Linked DNA regions of Mus musculus: region 1 is linked to region 2. A link is a contact called in public HiChIP or PLAC-seq data. All regions are on one chromosome and are shown on one strand. The core of a region is the stretch at or near the end of the contact, and the rest is flanking DNA. Distances in the headings are between cores, read along the strand shown.

Evidence for each region. HiChIP or PLAC-seq counts read pairs in DNA pulled down with a chosen protein or histone mark.
Region 1: an H3K27ac HiChIP or PLAC-seq map of heart atrium shows a contact between it and region 2, with 5 read pairs. The contact joins two enhancer-like sites. A contact is called at or near these places in 1 of 39 promoter capture datasets (hippocampal neurons), 4 of 484 Hi-C or Micro-C datasets (muscle stem cells, nephron progenitors and psoas muscle), 8 of 115 datasets of contacts at active chromatin or transcription factors (embryonic forebrain, embryonic hindbrain, embryonic midbrain and 4 more) and 1 of 9 other capture datasets (adipose tissue).

Annotation. Positions count from the first base shown.
Region 1 is chr13:46,531,911-46,537,869 of GRCm38.p6, reverse strand. All of the region lies in intron 3 of Cap2 (CAP, adenylate cyclase-associated protein, 2 (yeast)), which reads right to left. Among named protein-coding and RNA genes, the nearest start is that of Cap2, 33 kb to the right of the region's middle. Within about 2 kb of position 3,644, at least 56 of the 459 cell types and tissues checked have an H3K27ac peak or open chromatin away from gene starts, as enhancers often do. A contact at or near this core is called in heart atrium, where this site is marked.
Region 2 is chr13:46,403,411-46,408,803 of GRCm38.p6, reverse strand. No RefSeq gene overlaps it. Among named protein-coding and RNA genes, the nearest start is that of Rbm24, 12 kb to the left of the region's middle. Within about 2 kb of position 1,448, at least 7 of the 459 cell types and tissues checked have an H3K27ac peak or open chromatin away from gene starts, as enhancers often do. A contact at or near this core is called in heart atrium, where this site is marked.

The sequences.
Region 1 (5,959 bases), core at 2,395-4,894, 130 kb before region 2:
TCCTCTCCTCGTTCTGTGTCTCTGTCTCTACTACCTCCTCAACTCCCCTTCCATGTCCTAAATTAACTATTCAATACTATACTGTCATGTGTGGCTGGTACCTCGGGGGAAGGAATGCCTCAGGATGGGCCTGTAGAGACATGCCCTTCTGCACCATACCGTCCCTGTATCAAACACATCCCTGACTTTTTTCTTTTTTCTTCTGTAAAACACAACAATATGCACACGTGTAAAATGTCATATTGTAACCTATTGCGTGTACCCGAAAGTTACCACAGTACACCTTTTCTTTACCAGGACCTGATTTGCTATTCCAGCAGGGTATCTAATGGCAGCTTACTTTTCATAGACAGACAAGTTGGTCCTGGTGGTTAGGATGCCTGCTGGCACTTCCAGGGTGTTTTGGTTCTAAGTCCAGTTTCTTATTGGTCAGCCCCTGGACTCTAAGTGTAATCTAAAACCCGCACTCTCAACAAGACATGGAAAGAATTTGTCTAAAAACTTCCTTAAGTGAAAAATCTGCCCACTGTATTTGTAACTTTTGCTAAGAACAACTTCAGGAAGGAAGGACTGGTTTCATCTCACGTTTTCCGAGGATGCTGCCCATCAGAGCAGGGAGCCATGATGGCCCGTGTGTGAAGTGGCTGCTCACACGGTGTCTGCAGTCAGGAGATGGGGGTGCGGGGAGATTAAGGCTGGTGCTTAGCTAACCCTTTTAAAACTCAGTCTAGAACTTCAGTCCCTGGGACGATGCTGCTTCCCTGTCCAAGTGAACTTTCCTCTAAACTCTGTCAGAGATGATGCAAAATATGTGTCTTTATGGTGATCCTACATCCAGCCGATGTGACAACAAGAATTAGCCACCACACTACCTAAGGCTAGCAAGTCAACGGAACATGGGCTGCATGGCAAAGCTTGTGACTGGAGGCCAAGTACGTCCTCAGCGAAGAGTTAAAAAGTCTTTCTCCGTATTTTTGGGAAGAAATGATAATGGATAGGTGTGAGAGTGCCTGAATTCTGTATCTCAGGAGCCCGCAGCATGATAATGACTGTGTTGGACTGGATTGTGTGACAGAGACAAAGTGGGGGAACCCAGAGGTCTTCATTCCCTCAGTCATTTCTGCTCTGAGGTGATGCATAAAAGCCATAACGCAGGAGGACTTCTGCCCCTCCACCACCCTGCACCCTCCCTGTAGTCTCCCACCTTGTTCCTCGTGAGGAGAAAGGTCATGGGAGCCACAGCTGCCCAAAAAGTCAAAGCAGGTATCAGCTAAGGTGACAGATGGGCACTCGGGGGGCGGGGAGGGCATTAAGATTCCCAGCTGTGAAACCCAGTCTTTGCTGTCCTTTAACACACCCCATGTTACTTATTTTCACTAGGGTAGAGAGTCTTCTCTATAGAAAATAGATGGAAGGGAGGAAAAGAGAGAGAGAGAGAGAGAGAGAGAGAGAGAGAGAGAGAGAGAGAGAGACACAGAGAGACAGAGAGAGACAGAGAGAGGGAGAGGGAGAGGGAGAAGAGAAAGAGGGGCAGAGAGAAAGAGAGGGTAATGGGGGAGAGGAAGAGGGGGAGAGAGAGAGAGAGGGAAGAGAGATGTATAGGGGGTAGGAGGAAAAGGGAAAGGTGGGAGGGAGAAGGAAACTCAGAATAAGGGAGAAAGAAAGACAGGAAAGAAGGAGGGAAAGGCAAAAATAACAGTAAAAGCGATGGATGGATGGAGGGCAAAGGAAGAGGGAGAGAGAAAGGGAAAGAGACGGACAAGGGAAAGAGGGATAAAAGAAGATATAACTGGAATGATATCAAAATGTTTTCTTATCTGAAAGTTAGAGCTGTCATTAGCAACAGTAGGAACAAAGAGGCTGGCTTCACAGACTGTGGGAACCCCCGAGTCAGAATTCCTGACCAGATCACGTTTTGATATTTGCCATTTGGTCAAACTGATTTATGACTGCTAAAACACTCTGTGTGTGGTAACCTTACTAAAGTCAAGTGCTTCAGTTAATTACAACAACAGGCAGGAAACTGGGAAAACCGGAAGTCAACTAGAAGGCCAACATGGCTGAAGGAGATGGTGAAGGTGAGGGATGCCACTCTGCCAGGATCGCCACTACTCAGAATGGCTTGAAAGGAGCAACCACTGTAGAGTTGACTTAACTCTACAGTTAAGTCTTAGGGACTCTCAGGGTGTGGTTGTAGTCAGGAGAGACATCAAAAGTGAGGCCTGTGGGTATGTACCTGTAATCCTAGCACTTGGGAGGTAGAGGTGGGGTGGAAAGTTCAAGGTCAGGATCAACCACAAAGTAAATTTGAGGCCAACCTGGGCCACATGACACTCTGTCTCAACCCCTCCCCCCAACCAACAAGTGAGGGTGTCTATTAATTGCCTAAGTGTGCCTATCTGTTATGAGGTCAGGGAAGACAAAGACGTAGCTCAGATTTGTATCCACAGCATATGTAGCCTAGTTCTAATTTTAGTGTCTTTTCGTTTAAATTGTGATTCCCTTATGAAACAATGAATAGGAGTGCTTTCTTTTAAATCCACTCTAATCAAGATAAGGAAATGAACATTCCCCACCCCAAGAAATGTTCAGGAAGAACTCGGGATTTCCAGCTGCTACTGGCAGCTGCTTTGGGACTGTCAAGTCACTCAGCAACTGGCCAGAGACTAGTTCCTGTAAACTGGGGGTTTGTTTGCTTGATGAGACAAGGTCACAAGGTCTCAAGTAGCCCATGCTGTCCTCAAGCACTCACCTCTGCTATACCTCCCACCCACTCCACCCCCACTCTTGTGTAGAACCTCTGGCCTCCACCTCCAAAGTGCTGGGGACTGTAGGCATGTATAACCACATTAGGTTTGTTTATACGGTGCTTGCTAGACAAGCACTCTACCAACTGAGCTATGTTTCTGGCTTTTCATTTAGAAAAACAACACAACACACAACAAGTATCACACCAGTCCATTGTTAATGGGCCATGGCTTCCAAGACCTTGTTGATGATATATGAGAACCGTTTTTAGAGAGCCTTTTCCTTCCAGGGCAACCGCCATGTTTACCCTAAAGATCTATTGTAAAATTACGCATTGTTTATTCTTCTAAAGGAGGCACAGGCTGTGTCATTGTTCTTGGGTTGGAGAGTAATTTAAATAAGCCCCCTGGTTTCTGTTGCCTACAAGGAGGCTTAGCCAGATCTAATCTTTTCTAAACCTGTTCTGTTCTTGGGCTCAGCAGAACGTCCTAATTGTCAACATTAATCCCCCCTCCCTTTTGTGGTCTACTCTGTCAATAGACTATTGAGTGTTCGGGTAAATTACAGCCCGCCCAGCAGCCAGCAAGAGGACACAGAAGTTAAATCGTTGGCCTGCCTGTGCCTACTCATTCTTAATATCTGTGAAATAGCTGTTAAGCTGGGAGGGAGGGGGGTGAAATGATGCGTGTGGTATATCCGTCTCAGATTTCTGTACTGTACAATCAGGTATGTGGGGGTTTCTTTTTCTAGGCAACAGGTGTGTTTTTGGAACAAAGTTCGACACCCTTCCCTCCCTCCTCTCCCCCCCAACCCCCACTTTTTGGCTTGCAACAGAGGTGGCAGCTGCAGGCTTAACTCCAATGACACAGGGCTCTGGGAGGGCACAGACCTAAACTGCTTGTTCACTTTATTAAAGCGACAGGCAGATGGATGCTGGGTGTCTGTGCTTTTCTTTGTGTTACAGAGTCAGGGACTGCGTTTTCAGATGGCGAGCCTCTCTCTCTTTTATTGCTCTCTTTCCCTATATTTTCTTGTCTTTCCTCTCCTCCTTTCTTTTCTCTCTCTTGCTTTCTCCCTTCCTCTTTTTTTTTTCTTTTCCCTCTGGATCCCTCCTCCTCTTTTGTTCCGTTTCAGATTTCAGTTTTCCTTCTCTTAACACAAACACGACACGTGTAAATCATTCCGTATTCGTTATCGAGAACATATTTTCATTAGAGTCGCACTGCTTATAAGCTGACAAGTGAGGAGGGAAAAGCATTTCATTTAAATCCAAATACATCTATACCTCTCTTTATTCTAAAAGGAATGTAAAGGAGCTCTTTACTATGCAAACAGAAGGCTCTGCACTAGGGTGTACATTTTTGGAAAAACTCTAAGCTCCCATACTTATTTCTAAGCCTTGTTGTTCTCTGGTTAGAGCTTCTATCTAGGGTTTTGTGAGATGTTAGTAGTCAGAGTTCTGTCCTACCCCAGAAACGTACTGTCAACATCAACTGAAGGTCACAGATCTGGAATCACTGTGAGAGCATCATGCAAGAATGTCTTCTTCACATTGGGGTACCACTCCTTTATGTATTTAGCTTTCAGGTAAACTGTGTATGGTAAATATGAGAAATTCAACACGAGTTTGCTGTATGTGAACTTTCAGAGAGAAAAAGACAACCAGAACTAAAAGGGTCAGTGAGTGTTTCAAGAGAAGTATTTAATAACAGTGGAGGACATCTTTGGCAGACGAGTACCCTGTGATGTGATTGGTTGACCAGTTATTTAATTGCAGTCTTGGATCCACTGGGATGGAAAGTCACCAGATCCCTTTGTGAGACCACTGCTGGGTGTCGAATATGCTATCAACAGAGACGGAGCAAAGATGGAACCCTTTCCAATTATCTTCTAACCTCAAACAACTTTATCCAAGCATCAGATTTTCTGTAAACCTACGCTGAAACTGTCTTTTCCAGGATGTAAATAATGACTAACTGCCGGGGTAGAAATCTGTCGGTAGCTAGCAGACCAGAGTACACATCCTTCAAGATCTATTTCAATCCAGAAATTCCCAGATTCTATACTTTTCCCTTTCTCCCAGATTTAACGGAAAAGAAGTTATGAGAAGATAAGACATAAGAAAATTTGCATCTCTCTCATTCTCTCTCTCTCTCTCTCTGTCTGTTGGTCAGTCTTGAATCGAGAATGGGGATCACGAGGGATAGAAGAGATATTAAGATTGAGAAGAGATGGCAATGTAATATTTGTGACACGAAAGAAGAAAGTAGGGACGGTCGGAGGAAGGGAGCCAGCCAGAGAGGACAGGGGTCATGGAGGAGGACATCAGGGAAGGGGGACAAAGAAGAACACAGTCTAGTGGTGCAGGGGGATAGAAATGTCACCATGAGGAATGTACTCTGCATGATTATGTAAAATCACATGAAGAAAATGGGTCGTCGAGATTGCTCAGCCAGGAAAGAGTTGGCCCCACCAAGGGCATGTTTGATCCTTAGCACCCGTGTAAGAAGCCAGCCATGGTACACAGCTGTGATCCCAGTGCTGGGGAAGGTAGAGACAGGATGATCTCTGAGGCTCACTAGCTGGCCATCCATCCTAGCCACTCAGTGAGTATCAGGCCCCGGTGAGGGACCCTGCTTTACACACACGGTGGATTTCACCCAAAGAAAGACATCTGGGGTCGACTCTTACATGCTTGCACACACACACCTTCATGTGTAGCCACACACTTACAAACATCCACACACACAGTAATATACCAGCAAAAACCACACTACCATCTTAACCATCTTTATGTAAACACTCGTGTTGTCGTGAGACTTCTGGGTTTTGTTGTCGTAGAGCTGAGGCTTCACAGATACTCAACGAGATTTCTCATTGCCTCCCACTCCTGCCTCTGGTGATTGCTATTCTCGGTCTCTATGAATTTTGCATCTTTAGATGTGTCACATAGGAGAAGTCACAAAATGCACGCACCCCTGTCCGTGTCAGTTTTATTTTCCTTAGCACAGTGTCAGACAACACATTTCCTCGATGCATTTGTCTGTCTGTAGATGCTCCAGTTGCTTCTACCTCTTGGCTGCCGAGACTCATGCTGTTCAGAATACCACTCTGAAAGTCTGTCCTCATTGCTTTTGGGTGCATGTTGGGGTGTGTGACCTCATGTTTACAATGCTGTCATTGTTCCTGTACCTGCCAAGCCATTTTCTCT
Region 2 (5,393 bases), core at 199-2,698:
AAATGTGCTTACACATAGCTCTACAATATTCTGTCTAGTGTTGGAGAGGTTTAGGAAGAAACGGCTAAAATGACATTGATTAATCTTCCATTGGAAAAGCTCAACTTCAAAAGGTTTATTAAGAAAATTTGCAGCTATATTTTGATATGATAGAAATTTATAGTCTGTGCTGGTGAGTTTTGGGGGACCTTGACAGAATATAGAGCCATCTGGGAAGAGAGAACCTCAGTTGAGATAATGCCTCTAACAGATTGGCTTACTGTGGGCAAGACTGTGGGGGCATTTTCTTGATTAATGATTGAGAACATAGGAGAGTCCAGCCCACTGTTGGGGTACCACTCCTGGGAAGGTAGTTCAGGGTGAAGGGTTAATGACCTAAAACAAAAAGCGTCAGGTGAGCAGAGAAACTCCCAACTCAGCGTATGGCTGAGAATACCTACCTGACAAAAATGTCAACCTAGTAATAAGAACATCTGTAAACAGTTAGGATCTGGGAAACCCCTAAGATGAAAGACAACATGTCATAAGACCCTCTGTTGACATTTACTGCCAAGACTGTAAGGAAGAGATCTGATTGACTTTTTCATGCCAAGTGTTCCCTTTTTTGCCCTATAAAACACTCAAGCCCATTGCATCCCAGCCCAGCCTCCATTCCCATGGAGAGAATTCTGCCCTGCATATTCTAATAAAGCACAATTCTGGTCTTCCCTTTGATGTTCACACCCTGATCTAGCATTGGGTTGGATGAGAGACCAAGCTGAGCAAACCACGAGGAGCAAGCCAGTAAGCAGCACTCCTCCATGATCTCAGCATTAGCTCCGGCCTCTGGGTTCTTGCATTGAGTTCCTGGCCTGACTTGCCTTCATGAAGGACCGAAAATGCTGAAGATACAATACGCTTGTTCCTCCACAAGTTGCTTTTGGTCCTGATGCTCACATCAGGAGAGAGCAAATTAAAACCCAATCTATCATAACTGTGCATATCTGTAGCGTGCAATCTGGGAAGTCCTAATCATGAATTTGAGAGCATGCATGCAAGAGTATGAACTCAAAGGTATTATCTCGGTCAGCATCACAGACATTTCCAAGATTTCCAGGGCTAACCTGTATCTCTTTGTAATGCTGCCCTCTGTCCCAAACTGATCTGTTTGCTATGGCTATAGATTAGTTTGATTTCTAGATTTAATATAGTAGGCCATGTCTCTCTTTTTTTTTTATTACCTAATTCTTTTCCGTACAGATGTTGCATTAGCAGTTTGTAACATTTTGATTTTTTTTTAGTCCAATTCCCTTGTGTTGTTCATAGAACAATTTCTTTCTCCATCGCCACACCAAATCCTTTGATTTACTTCTAGTCTTCTCATTTTAAAAAATGAAAACAGACAGTAGGACTCAAGCCTACAGTTTCTGTACTTGAGAGTCTGAGGCAGGAGAATTGGCATTAGTTCAAGGTCAGCCTGGGTTACAGAGTGAATTCCAGAGCAGCTGAGCTACTGAGAGAGGTGCTGTCTCCAAAACAAAACAAAACAAACAACCCCACACCAAATCTGCTATTGAGTTTTATGCACAAAAGTGTGTCCATGTGCTTTTGTTAGTTTTTGGTAAATGTACCAACTATGTAATAGATAGGAGATTGTATAGTTAATTTTTAAAGAAACAGTTGAACTTGGAAATAAGTTTTGATGTGTTATATTTATTTTCATCTTCAAATCGTTTCAAAATTCCATTTGTCTTATGAAACCAGTATGCTTATTTATTTACTAGCACTTGGAATTTTTCTACTTAGCTTTCTGTTTTCAGGATCTTTCTTTCTTTCTTCCTTTCTTCCTTTCTTCCTTTCTTCCTTCCTTCCTTCCTTCCTTCCTTCCTTCCTTCCTTCCTTCCTTCCTTCCTTCCTTCCTTTCTCTCTCTCTCTCTCTCTTTCTTTCTTTCTCAACTTCAACAACAGGAATACTTCTTTTGATTTTTAATCCCTTCATCATTTCAAAATTGTAGTTTTTACCACCTGCTTTGCCCAGAAATTTATTTCACTAAATAGTTAATGTGGCATGACAACCATATTCACCCTACACTTAACCATATAACACTCTAGATGTACTAACCCAGGCTTGTTTTCTCAAACTTCTACAACTTAATAATGTTACAAATGTTCTTTGCCTATTTATCTGTAAGTTACTGAAAACAAGTTCTTACAATTTCCACTGGGAATTTAGGTGTCTGTTTCTTTTTACGTCTGTAATGTTTTCTTTATGAGTTTTGAAGTTGTGGGTGTGTTTGCTTTGAGACAGGGTCTCACTACTTAGCTTTGGCTAACCCAGAATTCATTGTGTAGATCAGGTTGGCTCTTACAGAGATCCTCCTGCCTCTACTAATCAAATGCTATGATTGAACGTTTGTGGCACCATGCCTGGCTAAAACTGTATTTAAAATCATTTGTTTGTTTCTTTAAGAATACTCAAAATTTTAAAAAATATTTATTTACTTTTATTTCACATGCATTGGTGTTTTGCCTGCATATATGTCTTTGTGAGGGTGTTGGATCCCCTGGAACTGAAATTACACATAGTTTTGAGCTGCCATGTGGGTGCTGGGAACTGAACTTGGGTCCTCAGAGAGAGCAACCAGTGATCTTAACCGCTGAGTCATTGCTTCAGCCCCTAAAACTGTATTCGTAAGGGTATAAGATGTATGATTCTTTCCTTTAGGTTTGATCTCTTTGAGACATCTATATCTCATTTAAAAGTATTTTGGCTTTAAAACTCATCTTATGTAATATTAACTAAGCAAGCTTTAAGTTAGCTGCTGCTGCTGGTTTTTTTTTTCCTACTCTCATTTTAAACTGAATTATCTTCAGAGTTACTGAAACATTTTATAAATCTGCTTATTTTTGATACCCAACTTGAGATTTGTTGATGTGCGTTTTAGAGTGTCTAACTTGTCTAAATTGATTACTGATGCAGATAGATTGACGTCTACTGGCATCTTTTCTGTTTGTTATGCCTGACTCCTGGTTTTTTTCTTCCTTTTGTGCTATCATCTCCTCTCTAACAGTTTTCATTTCCTTAAAATTGTATCTATTCTACTTGCTGTTTTAGCAATAACAAATTGGATTCTCAAAGCATTCCAAACTACTTCTAATTGCAGGAAACTTGGACTTCTCTGGTTTTTTTTTAACCACTTTATTGTACCCATATTCTATTTTTAAATGTATCTCACACCACACAAAGCTTTATTAGTATTGCTTTAAATTTTCGTTAGACTTTTTTTGCTGATCCATACAACGGTTTTGAAACTGTTTTTTAGGGCCCTGTCTTAGAGTTTCTATTGCTGTGAAGACACACCATAACCATGGCAACTAATATAAAGGAAAACATTTAATTGGGGCTGGCTTACAGTTTCAGAGACTTAGTCTATTATTGTTGTGGCGGGAAACATGGTGGCATGCAGGCAGGCACGGGCTGGAGATGGAGCTGAGAGTTCTGTATCTTGATTTGCCAGCAGCCAGAAGAGACTCTGAGCCACACTGGGTACAGCTTGAGCATACGAGACCTCAAAGCCTGTCCCCACAGTGACGCACTTCCTCCAACAAGGCCACAGCTACTGCAACAAAACCACAGCTCCTAATTGTGCCACCCACTATGAGCCAAGCATTCAAACCCATGAGTCTGTGGGGGCCATACCTATTCAAACCACCATAGGCTCAGTCTTTGTAGCTTTTGTTATCAGTGGCTTAACCTTGCAGGACACAGTGTGGATTCAGTTATGTTCCTCATGTGTGGGTCTGCTTGAGATTCAGGAATTTGAATCTTTTACATTAACAAAAGAATATCAGTATTTTTTTTTCTGAGTCTTATATCTTTAAATATTTTTGACAGTTTATTCTCTCTTTTCCAGTGAGAAGAAACATTGTACTTATCAAGTGGCATCTAGGGCTGCCTCTTTTAGTCATGCTGTTGGCCTCTCCAGTTCTCAGTTACTTCTTTTCTTATCCTGTGCTGTCACTTGGTCATTTCTATCATTCCATCTTTATGCTCACTAAGCCTGTCTTCTGCTCTGTTCCAATAGACCCACCCAGTGCCTTCTAAATTTAGACATTGTATCTTCTGAGTTTAGAATGTTCATTTAATACCCCTAAAGTTATCTATTTTATTATTACTTTTCTTTTATTAACTATTTCATTTACTTACATTTCAAATAGTGTCCCCCCCCCCGCTCAGTTCCCCCCTCCATGAGCCCTTCACCCAATCCCCCTTCCCCTTGCTCTTTAAGAAGGTGCTCCTTCACCTACTCACCCACTACCATCTCACCCGTCTAGCATTCCCCTCCTCTGGAGCATCAAGTATCCCCTCTCACTGAGTCCAGACAAGGCAGTCCTCTGCTACGTATATTGCAGGAACCATGGACCAGCCCATGTATACTCTGGTTGGTGGTTCAGTCTCTGGAAGGTCTGAGGAGTCTGGTTAGTTGATACTGTTGTTCTTCCTATGGGGTTGCAATCCCCCTCTGTCCCTTTAGTTCTTTCCCTAACTCTTACAGAGGGGTTCTCAGGCTCAGTCCAATGGTTGACTGTAAGTATCTTCACCTGTCTCAGTCAGATGCTGGTAGAACCTCTCAGAGAACAGCCATGCCAGACTCCTGTCTACAAGTACAACATGGTATCAGCCTGGTATTTGCAAATGGGATGGGTCCCACGGTGGAGTGATCTCTGGATGGCCTTTCCTTCAGTTTTTGCTCCATTTCTTGTCCCTGCATTTCTTGTAGACAGAAACAATTTTGAGTCAAAAAATTTGAGATATATGGGTGACCCCATCCCTCAACTAGGGGCCATGTCTATCTTCTGGATGGTGGTCTCATCAGGTTCCATCTCCCCACTGATGGGCATTCAGACTAATGTCATCCCCATTGGTTCCTGGGAGCCTCTCACATCCCTGGAGTCTGGGACTTTCTAGTGATTCCCCCATCCCCCACTCCACTCTGTTGCATATTTCTATTCATTCTCCTGGCCCTCTGGGCTTCTCTCCTATATTCCCCCATATCTGATCCTGCCCCCTTTTGTTCCTCCCCTTCCCTTCTCTTACCTAGGTCTCTCCCTCCCTCTGCTTCCTCATGGTTATTTTGTACCTTGTTCTAAGTGGAGTTGAAGCATCAACACTTGGGCCTTCCATCTTGTTAAGCCTCACATGGTTTGTGAGTTGTATCATGGCTATTGATTTTTTTTTTTTTGGCTAATATCCACTTATCAGTGAGTATATACCTTGTATGTCCTTTAGGGTCTAGGTAACCTCACTTGGGATGATATTTTCTAGCTCCATTCATTTGCCTTCAAAATTTGCGATGTCCTTGTTTTTCATAGCTGAGTAGTAGTATTCCATTGTGTAAATAACATTTTCTATG